Linked DNA regions of Sus scrofa: regions 2 and 3 are each linked to region 1. Evidence: chromatin contacts called from public Hi-C data. All regions are on one chromosome and are shown on one strand. The core of a region is the stretch at or near the end of the contact, and the rest is flanking DNA. Distances in the headings are between cores, read along the strand shown.

Evidence for each region. Hi-C and Micro-C count contacts between places; a contact is called where the count stands out from the background.
Region 2: a contact with region 1 is called in a Hi-C map of skeletal muscle, with 5 times the contacts expected there. The contact joins the promoter of COQ3 here to the promoter of CCNC in region 1. A contact is called at or near these places in 2 of 5 promoter capture datasets (fetal liver and liver), 2 of 47 Hi-C or Micro-C datasets (heart right ventricle and skeletal muscle) and 1 of 2 datasets of contacts at active chromatin or transcription factors (alveolar macrophages).
Region 3: a contact with region 1 is called in a Hi-C map of skeletal muscle, with 2.7 times the contacts expected there. The contact joins the promoter of FAXC here to the promoter of CCNC in region 1. A contact is called at or near these places in 2 of 47 Hi-C or Micro-C datasets (heart right ventricle and skeletal muscle).

Annotation. Positions count from the first base shown.
Region 1 is chr1:66,497,579-66,501,275 of Sscrofa11.1, forward strand. It overlaps CCNC (cyclin C), which reads right to left and starts at 1,466. Exons shown (of 12, transcript NM_001190160.1): 1 at 1,309-1,466. The coding sequence starts at 1,340.
Region 2 is chr1:66,345,474-66,348,956 of Sscrofa11.1, forward strand. COQ3 (ubiquinone biosynthesis O-methyltransferase, mitochondrial) reads right to left here and starts at 1,615. Exons shown (of 7, transcript XM_021090298.1): 1 at 856-1,615. The coding sequence starts at 1,072.
Region 3 is chr1:66,306,783-66,310,800 of Sscrofa11.1, forward strand. FAXC (failed axon connections homolog) reads right to left here and starts at 2,335. Exons shown (of 6, transcript XM_021090274.1): 1 at 1,967-2,335. The coding sequence starts at 2,232.

The DNA.
Region 1 (3,697 bases), core at 216-2,715:
AGTTTCAAAAAAGCACATTTAATATTATAATAATGTTATATTTGAAAGGTGAAAATACAATTGGTTTTATAAAATGGATCTTGGCACCCTTTTGATAGACCAACAGCGAATGAAAACAGAGTGAGAATGCTTATCAAAAGGAGGTAGGATCTTTTTTTTTAAGGTCTGTGAACTTCTGATAATCAACAGCTAGTGACCTGTCAATTCTCTCAGTTTTTTTCAAAGCTTATCAGAACGCCTCTTCCTCACTATCTAAATTTTCCGTATTTTAATTTTGTCCAAATTATTTCAGTGAGTGAAAACAGTGCAAAATAAAAATGTGATCAGAAATAAAGCTTCTTTCTATACCATCTCATCTTCACGTAATCACTTTATAGGAAGAAAGCCTGCTTTTCTGAAAATAGATATCAAAGCCCATTGTTTCTTTTTTCTAGGTCAAACGGCTAAAAGACGGAAGGAACAACATAGAAATCCATCTTCTTCAAACTTAAAATTTAGTTACTAATGCTCTCCTGGCATTAAAAATTATTTGCACCATATCATCTTTATCAGATCTGTTCATTTTTCAACTACACAATGCAAAGTCTAGCCAATGTTCAATTAATCCCATCATCCTCTTTCGTACATGCTTAAAAAAACTTATTTAGGGAGAACTGTTTTCAATATTACTCTAATTCTTCCATGGTACTGACAGACACAAAAACTCACGAAAAAAAGGTTAAAGATATTGGCAAAGTCACTGGAAAATACACTTATTAAACAGAACATGAGGCGCAAATAAGTTCTGAGAGCATTTGCCCTATACCTTACAAACATAAAACTCCACCTAGGCTTAAGGTAGTGGCAGGAAGCGGTTAGTGAGCAGAATGACAAAAGATTACGATGCCAATCCACTGAAGAGATACCAGGCAAAAGGGAACAACAGTCCTCAAGAGCCAGTCTCATAGTTCCGAACTGTGCCACACTTGCAAAACCTTTGCCTACCCCATCCCAACTGCCGCCGGCCTGGTTCCTCCACCCACACCCCCTCCACCCCGCCTCCGCCGAGCTAATCCAAGAATCCGAAATTAAACTCTCGAACCTTCTTTCTCCGGAGACAGGACCCCCCCCCCCCCCGCGAAACCCGGCCAGGGGGCGGAATGAGGAGAGTCGCCAGAGAAAAGCGCACCTCGCTTCCGGCTGCCGCCACCTCCCGGGAGACTCCACCGAACTTGGGACAGGGATCCAGGCCAAGGAGAGTCGCAGGCCCGGTCCACACCGCCCCCCAACAAGAGCCCGCCCTGGACGAGAAGACGTAAGATCACTTACTAATGGGAGCTCTGCCAAAAGTTCCCTGCCATGGAACACAGCTTGCCCTGATAAAAAAGCACCAGCCGGTGGAGCGGCCCACAGAGCGACCATAGACCCAGCCCAACCGGTAACCGCGCTCCTCGATCTAATCTGCTGGGCTCGCTCCGCGGCGGCGACGGTGAGAGGAAGAGGATGGCACCCTATTCTCTTTGCCGCCGGCCGGCAACACTCTACTTTGTAAACCCGTTCCTATGGATAAAGGTTCCGGCCTGCCCCGCGACAGTGGAAGAGGCTGGCGGGAAGGAGACAGTCTTTGGGCGCGCTGAGATAGGCGACGGTAACTGGAAGGCTCGCGGCTCGCGGCGGTCGGGAGCCTCTCGCGAGAGTTTCGCGCCGGTTCCGGCTTAGAATCAGTGGGTTCCGGCCTAGAACTCGGGCGGCTCGGTATTCTGCAGTCGCTGCTCTTTGCGGGAAGGGCATGGAAAAGGGGAAGACGCTGCTCCCCACCCCAGTTCGGAGCAGACTTCCAAAGCAGTGCGGTGGCTTTGTAGTGAAGTATAAGATTTCCTGACTTCAGTTCCTTTTCTTGCTTTTGGCAAGAGAAAGATTATTGTAGCCTCAAGGACCTACCAAAACCGAGCTGCACCAAGCCAGATATGTAGTTAATGGAGTTCTTTTGGAGGGAAGCACAAACTTTTAGAGCAGCAGTACGTTTTTTTTTTAATGCCAGAGACTGACAGCTTTGTGTGTTTGTGTGTGTACCAAATAGAAACATACAACCAAAACAATCATTTAATTTTACGCAATTTCTTTTATCTTTGTAACATTGCATTTATTGTAAAGCTGCTAATTGAATCATTGGACACACACGAATAAAGTTTTTCACGGATGATCAGTGTTCCGAGGAAGCTCAAGACAGTATTTTTCACACAGTTAGGTTGTGGTGAAATTGAATATGATATGCATTTTCCTAGATAAAAATATCAGGTATATCAGAAATATCAAGGGCATTTATAATTTTTGATTCAGTTACATATGTATATGTGTACTTGGTCAGGATGTGAAATGAAATATATATATATATATATATATATATATATATATATATATATTTTTTTTTTTTTTTTAGGGCTGCACCCCAGGCGTATAGAGGTTCCCAGGCCAGGGGTGGAATGGGAGCTGTAGCTGCGGGCCTCAGCCATAGCCACAGAAATGCTAGGTCTGAGCCACATCTGCGACCTACACCGCAGCTCATAGCAATGCTGGATACTTATCCCACTGAGTGAGGCCAGGGATTGAACCAGAATCCTCACAGATACTAGTCGGGTTCATTATGGGAACTCCTGAAATGAATTTTAGTAGCTTAGTATTTTATGTCGCACTTCATTCCCATAAAGTGATGTAGGTTAGAAAGCACCCATTAAAAAAAAAGAAGAAGAAGAAAGCACCCATTAGTGGATGTCCTCCGATCTTGAAGGATCTAGCATATTTCCATCTTTCAACTTCAGTGGATCTTTAAGCAAGGGGGCTTTGAATTACAAGGGTCTTCTACAGGTGAATCTTACAAAAAATAAATATGGGAGTTCCCGTTGTGGCTCAGTGGGTTACCGACGAACCAGACTAGTATCCATGAGGATGCAAGTTTGATCCCTGGCCTTGCTCAGTTGGTTAAGGATCCAGCGTTGCTGTGAGCTGTGGTGTAGGCGCAGATGCAGCTCAGAGCTAGCATTGCTGTGGCTGTGGCATGGGCCAGCAGCTGCAGCTCTGATTTGACCCCAGCCTGGGAACTTCCATATGCCATGGATGCAGCCCTAAAAAAAGACCAAAAAAAAAAAAAAAAAAAGTTTAAAACATGGGAACTGAAGAAATACCAGCCCTTATGCTACTTAACAACAGAGGTTCAGAATTTCTTCAACTCCCTAAGGTGTTTTTTGTTTGTTTGTTTGGTCATCCTAATATCTTTCAGAAATACTGTAACAAATTTGCATTGTTAGATGTTTTTTTCTGTGTGCCCGTATTACACTTTGTTTCTACCACTAGACTAGGTTTTGTTTCAGGCCTAATTCTGCATTCTTCTTCCCACAAAACTGTGAGCCCCTTCATCTTTGTATCCTTATTAGTTCAAAGCATAACACATATTAGGCACAACAGATACTGGTATTTATTTGAACCTGACTCATATAATGGTGTGTGTGTGGGGATAGTGTTTAAAGAAAAAATATTATGGACACAAAGTTAGGTTGAAACATTAGACTCATAGACAGAAAACAAACTTATGGCTACCAAAGGGGAGGATGGGGGGTGATAAATTAGGAGTTTGGAATTAAAATATATATAGTATGTATATATAATTATATTATGTCTAAGTGTAGTGTGTGTGTGTGTAATTTTTGTATGGCCTTTCCTG
Region 2 (3,483 bases), core at 365-2,864, 150 kb before region 1:
TATATAATGCTAAAATGATAGATCACCAACTCCACCTCAGATAATTACTGCTAAAATTCTGATGTATCTCTATTCTTGCCATATATCTCCAAGTTCGTAACAAAAACTGACTTGTAACTTATTTTCTGAACACTGCATCCTAATTATTTTCTATTTGGATAAACATTGATTTAAATAATTTTTACTGGCTGCAGTATTTTTCATTATATTGAGAGCAACAACTTATCAATTTTACTGCAGGCCTTTAAGTTGCCCAGTTTTTGCTCATTATAACCTGATCTTAGGTCCACCCCTAACTTTTTTTTTTAAAGAGACTCAGGTATCATTCGTTTAAAAATTCACAGTGCCTGTCATACAGTAATGATTAAATGAGTTTCAAGTAAAGGATGAATTTAACGTTCTGGTTTACATTGGGCGTTAAATAATCAAACTGTCTTCTACATGCATCAGGTTCGGTGCGTTGTTTTCTTGATCTTATTTGCCAATACAGTCTGCTGAATTAACTTATCAAAAAACAGTATAGCTGCCTTAAATTCCTTCTGTAAAAAAAGGAAGATATGTACAGACAAAACAAATACAACGCGATCGATAACTATGAGACAGCTGGTATCATTTCCGGCAGGCAGCGGCAAAAGAAGAAAGCACACGACCTTGAGACTGCAGCGGGCACTCTCGTCGCCTGCTCCTGGGGAAGGAGCTCAAAGAAAATGAGGCAAAGGTCACGGGATACCTGGCTGCGGTCCGGCTGGCTGCGCTCCCCTTGGCCAGAACCAAGGGGAACCTAGCCTCTTCGAAAGGGAGAGTAAAAGTCCAGGGGGGTGTTAAACGCCCGGGACCAACGGGTCTTTAGCTCACCCCGCGCAGAGGCAAGCAACAGCCACCGGTCCGCTCCCGCGCCGCGCCTGCGCAGAACAGCCCTTCGGCACGGTGGGCTGCTTGACCGCGACCTCCAGACACACTCACCCGCCGACGTGGTTAAGCGAGGACAGTCAGCCCGTGTGCCCCGGTACACCGACCTAAGCCCGCCTAAAAATCGACTCCCGGAGGAGCTCAGCTTACAGCCTCGCCACATCGCGACAAAAAGGATCCACCTCTTTTCCGGTCCCTCTCGCAAAAGATCCCCAACACAAAGGTTCCGACATCCACTCTCGCACGGTGGGGCGCCAACCTAATCATGGTTGCAGTGATGGGTGTTAGGTATGTGGCTATACTCTCTCTTCACAGTCAGCATGTCAAACTGCATACGATTGCACTACAAAATGTTTTGTGTCAAAAACTTCATGATCCTCCATATAAGTAGCTGTTAATCATACTATTCCCCTGTAGCTCTAATTACTTCATATTTAATAGATGTCCCCAAGGACAGTTATATCCTTTAAGACACTGACCCTAACTTACAATCACAAGCACTTCTTCCCAAAGGGAACTGTTTCCCCTTTTAAGACATTCGAATATCGCAGAGGACCAGAGGTCTACAGCAAAATTTTTCTGAGTGATGTGATAATATTTTGGACAGGGGATACATTATGTAGCACAAAACTTAAATCACTCGGGCCAGGCAAACTTCATTTAGTTAGAATGGGAGTTCGTAACATTTTACTTCAAAATGTGTAACAGCCTTTCCTTGGATAAGACCAATGATAAATTTCCAACACTAAAAGCAAAAAAAAATCATCGTACATTTTTAACAGGCAGGGTCAGATTGGTAAAGGTTTCTTTGAATGGGTGAAAAATTACTGCTCATTTATGGTCTTTCCCTTATGGCTTCTTTGTAAAATATTGACCTCCTCCTAAGAGTGGCTGCAGACTTTGCAGTAGTTATGTCCTCTTCAGAGCACCTCTCTCAAGATACATGACCATCTCTCCAACTGAAGGCAGAAAGCTCTGCACAAAAGAACATTTAGCATGTGTTATATGTTTGCTGGAGTAAGAGATCCAAGGAAAAAGCAAAGTTCAAGAATGAGTAAAGTTCTAAGAGCGAACATACTTTCTTTGAATGTTCCCTCTCATTGGGCTTCAGAGCATTTCCACATTTTAACAAAAAAGGCTATCAGTGATTTGCCTTAATACCAATAGGAAACAAAAATATCTAGAATACCCACTAGTTTAGCACAGATAAGCAAAACTGGCTCACAGTACTTTTTTCTACAATTACCAATAAAATGCTTTTCCAATGACACTTAAACTGGAGTTATGTTGGAAGAACTAGCAGCTGTAACAGATACATATGGCTGTTGCTGGAGTTATTACCCACATAATCTCCAAGGTCTTACACATAAACGAGAAGTCTACAATTCATCTTGCTATAAAATGAAAACTAGGAGTTCCCGTCGTGGCGCAGTGGTTAACGAATCCGACTAGGAACCATGAGGTCGCGGGTTCTGTCCCTGCCCTTGCTCAGTGGGTTAACGATCCGGCGTTGCCGTGAGCTGTGGTGTAGGTTGCAGACACGGCTCGGATCCCACGTTGCTGTGGCTCTGGCGTAGGCCGGTGGCTACAGCTCTGATTCGACCCCTAGCCTGGGAACCTCCATATGCTGCGGGAGCGGCCCAAGAAATAGCAACAATAACAACAACAACAACAACAACAACAACAACAAAAAAATGAAAACTATATATTGAAACTACATAATTTTATACACACTTCTGTCATTCAAGTTAAGGATAAAGTGCTCCCTTACAGCTAACACAATTTTAGCTTTTTGAAATAACACTGTTATATCCCATTCAGGTTTAACTGGTAAATTTTTATATTTATATAATTCCATATAAATTGGTAACTTTGGATAATTTTATCTTGACACTTAATACCATAATCCAAATGTGGCAGATTTAACCTATGTGTTTTTATAGGAAAACTCTATGAATGACACCTAATAAACTTTATGGTATAAATGTAGCTCATCACAGTTATTTAAGGGCTGTTAGTTAAAAAGACCATTTTCTCATTTAGGTTTAGACATTACAACATTCTTCTTAAAACTGAAGAACTTAAGGACTAGAATGTTTAAGACCTTAGAGATAATCTAATTCCACCCCCATATAGCTGAGGAAATTGAGCCCTACAGTGATTATGTGATCTACCCAAAATACATCAAGCAGCAGAGTCAAGACATTGCGATGAATCTAATACTATTTCCATTCAACTATGCTTAGTATCTTAGAAACCTTAAAAATCATAGATTTTAATGTATAAGAAAGAAAAACTCAGTTTAGGAGTTTCCTAGTGACCTAGTAGGTTAAGGATCTGGCATTGTCCCTGCTGTGGTTCAGGTCACTGCTGTGGCACAAGTTCAATCCCAGGCCCAAGAATTCCCACATGCCACAGGCACAGCCGAAAAATAAGGAAGAATGCAGTTTAAGTGTAAAGATTTCTATAATACTTAGGACTTTACATAATTCCTATGTAAAAATTCCCACATAAAATTTAAAAATCTCATCTACTAATTATACTTCATGTCTTTCTTAGAAGAAACAGAGTAAC
Region 3 (4,018 bases), core at 1,085-3,584, 190 kb before region 1:
TGGTACTTGTTAGGACATAAGGGTTGAAAAGCTCGGCCCCCAGAGACACACATTCTCAGATTTGAATCTGGGTCCTACTACTCTTACTGTGTGATCTTGGGCAAATTGATTAACCTCCCCCAGCCAAAATTTAAGCAATGGTGGTCAAGCATCCAATGACAGTTGCGAGGGATAAATGCAATCACAGAGGTAAATCACTTCTAAACAGAGCCCCCCCACTGAGGGCTCAAAAATAGGCAGCCATTAGTGTATTATTTGCATTAGGACAGGGTTTACCAACTCAATTTAAACACATGTCAAGAAACAAAAGTGAATAAACCAAGGATTAAAAACACTTTTTCAAGTAAGTATCCAAGTGGGCAGAAGGCTCTCCTGAGAGCAGAGATCACACCTAGCAGGGTGTGGCCTGCTGCCAGGGTGAGCTCTGAGTCCCCCCTCCCTACTTCTGCAAGGTCATTTCAGCAAGGTTTACACTCAATCCTGTGAAGCTGTCACTTCTCTCACTCTCTCCACAACGTGGAGGACTGGTGAGAAGCCACATGGTTTGGGATCCTCAAAAGGCTGGGTATATAATCGTGAAACAAATGGGTTACCATTTCAATCACTGCACAAATGTTTTCATCTTTTCATATAGCTTGAAACCTAACTTGAAATAGAGTTCTAAAACTAGCAAATATATTTTTAAAAATCTAGAGAAATAATTCACTTAATCTTTATTTGGTTGAACTAGATTCAAGACACTGTGCTGAGAGAATTCAATGATAAGCTTAAAATCATTCTTGTCAATTATAGCCATATAGTATGAAAGCCAAGACACAGCCCCCGACCTAAATGATTTCTGCCCTCTCAGAGACTAGAAATATTTAAAATACCTGTTCAGCTGTCACAGTGTCCTCCTGGAATCCCCACAGGCCTGTTAAAGGTCACCCATACCTGTCTTTGTTTATAAACCTATTGTGTAGGATTCCCCCACTGAAAAAAGGCAGTGGAGACACATTTTTGCACTCTTTAGAAAATATTGGCCAAGAGGGACACTCTGAGCTATTGAAAACTGCTCTTTCTTGGTCATCTCCCAGGGACAGAGGCCTCAAACGCATGGAAATTTTAACCATAAATTAGCCAAACCACTGGTGGCAGCAGCCTATTATACTATTCTACTCAAAGAAAGATCTCCTGTCTGGCTGGATGTACCAACAGCAGGGGCCTCCATTTTCTGGTATTTCCATGTCCATCCTGTAAACATTCTGCGGCAGGCAGCAGAGGCAAGTGTTTACGGCACTGGGCAACTCCCGTGCACGCCCATGTGCTAATCCTGTCCTCGGCTCTCCTCCTACCGCTCACACAACAATGGCATGTAAACCTGAAGAAGGTGCTTAGCTTTAAATACCAGATCAGCGGATAACTGGGTTAAGGCTGCATCAAAATTGTACACCACTAACAGGGACCCAGAGGTCTCTGGAGCTTTTGCAATTTCAGCTTTTTGATGATGTTGACACTTGGGGAGGATAGTGGAGTACTAACCTTTAAGCGAAAGATAAGGTTAGTGGTTAATTTTCCAGCATTATCATCTATAAACAAATAGGGCATGTCACAAAAAATGGAACTTAGTATTTCTTCCGGGCCTAAGTCTATTGTTGCAAACACACTGCACTTAGGATCTTCATAATAGACTATTATGCTATGCTCCATAACAACCCAGAGAATTTTTGCTTTTAGCACCGAATGATTGGGAGACAAGTGTTTTTCTCCCTCCCAGTACCAGTTTAATTCTCCTGTTAACTCCAAGCTGCCCCTCACGGCCAGGTGACCACGAACTGCCTCTGGCGACAGGTAAGGACAGGACTCGGGCGTTTGGGCGGCGCGACCGAGGAGCTGGCATGGGTGTCCCCCCCAATCCCCACGCCTGCCCTGCCCTGGCCAGGTGCCCCTCTCTGCGCCCCTTCGCGGGGCCCTCTCTCCGGCTCACCTAATGACCAGGAGTTCGTGGAGCAGATACGCAGCTGCGGCCAGCAAAGCTCCCCCGGTCAAGTAAAGGGTTTTCTTCCACCAGGGATCGGAGCCCAGCCCTGCCATGATCCCACCGTAATCCTGCAAAGGGAAAGCGATGATGTCCCCATAAAAGGTGAAGGGCTCCTCGGACCCGGCCCACCAGCTGAAGAAGGAGACGCTCTGGTTCCAGCTCAGATCCACCACGCACGGCCTGGACGAGGCAAAGCCAACCCCCCAGTGCATGCTGCGCGGCTGGCTGCGGGCGCCCCTCCCAGGGCCCGCGCCGCCCGCATGGGAAAGGGCCGGCACGGCCGGGCGCGGGCTCAGCGGCGCTCTGGGGGCGCGGGCGGCGCGGGCGGCAGCGACCGAGGCGGCGGCGGAGGAGGCGGGAGGGCGCGGGCCGCGGGCGGCTGGCCTGGCCGGCGGGGCCCCGGCGCCCTGGGAGGCAGCGGCGGCCGCCGGCTCCCCCCGCAGCGGCCTCTCCGCGCCGCTCTTTGTGTCGGAGCCTGGAGAAGGCCGCGTGATGTCATTGCTCCCCGGGGCAGGGAACCAGAGGCGGGATAAAGTCACCTACCCCGCGCCCTGCCCCCGCCCCGCATCTCCGCGGTCCGGCGGCCTCCGCCCCGGCCGGAGCTGCAGGGCTGGGCGCGCCGGGCGGGCTCCGCGCCTCCAGCGGCACCGCCGGAACGGCTCGGCGCGCGAGGGCAGGGCTGCGGAGGTGGCTGGAAATGCAGCTCCGCCAGGAGGAAGCTGCAGTTGGGCCCGGATCTGCGTCCCCCCAACCCGCGGCGGGTCCTCCTCCTCCGCTCCAGCCCCTCCCGCAGACGCGAGAGCAGGGCGCGCGCAGGACTCACCTGGGGCCGCGCGGAGCTCCGGCAGAAACACCGCCCCGCGGGGGCTGGGGGCTGGGGGCCAGGGCCCGGGTTAGGTCGCGAATTGCACAGCTCTGGCCACCAGGAAAGCCCTGCCCTTGCAAAACTTATAAAAACACTCCTCTTACATTACACAGTTACCTAGGTCTTGGCCATGTGCTCAAGGAGAGATGTCTGATTTGATAAAGAACCACAAAAATGTACTCTAAAGAGATTTCCCCTCTGACAGATCCAGCCCAAGTCCAAGTCTTTCCCCTAGGAAATTATCACCAGGGAACTCTTGGCTATGGGGTGGTATTTTTCCTTTCCTTTTCGGTGCAAACTATCAAACGTTGTGTGTGTGTGTGTGTGTGTTGTGTGTAACAATTTTTTCCCTTTAACTTCATTTTTCTAAAGTTCATATGTACAAGGAATAGGACAGTGCTTCATAGAAATATATGATGTACGCACAAATTTTAGTACGAACATGGATAGTTTAAAATTGTTTGAAAGAGCTGAAAAGAATTCAAGTAGGGTGTTTATCATTCTTGAAGTGAAAGGATGGTTATGGGAACGCTCCGGGGTTTTGCGTGAGGGAACCGAGGTTGGAGTAAAGGGGACTCCCTTCTCCTACTGCACCAGCCCCTTACAACAGCAGTGTGTGGTCATATAGTTGATAAAATACAGGCGGGTTACCAGTCCCCATGAGATAATGGGAGGGGCTAGCCAGGCTGGTGCTCAAGCACTAGCATATGAGGGGCCCAAGCACCACTGTAGACGTTTGCCGGACCTCTCAGGAAGAAGCAGTGTGTGGAGTTGGAAGTTAACCTTCCATGAGCATGTTGCAAGGAATGGAATCCAAGGACCTCCCAGAGAAACAGAGGTGGTCACCCCACCGCCTTCTGGGGAGAGAGACCAGGAGGCTGCGTAGGAAGCAGAGTGGGCAGGTTTGGGATCAGAACAGGGATACTCTGGCAGAGAGAGGATAAAGAGTACTGGCACCAGGGATTCTCCTTGGTTCTGTCTTTCCCAGACAGCACCCAGCCTTTTCTCTCATTAAATGTTGAGCCAATACTTAAGGAATATCCATCTGATATTAGGTACCGAATTATTTGCCTGTCTAGACCCAGAAGTGAGGATGGGCATAAATTATTATCTTGAGTGGACGAATATGGAAG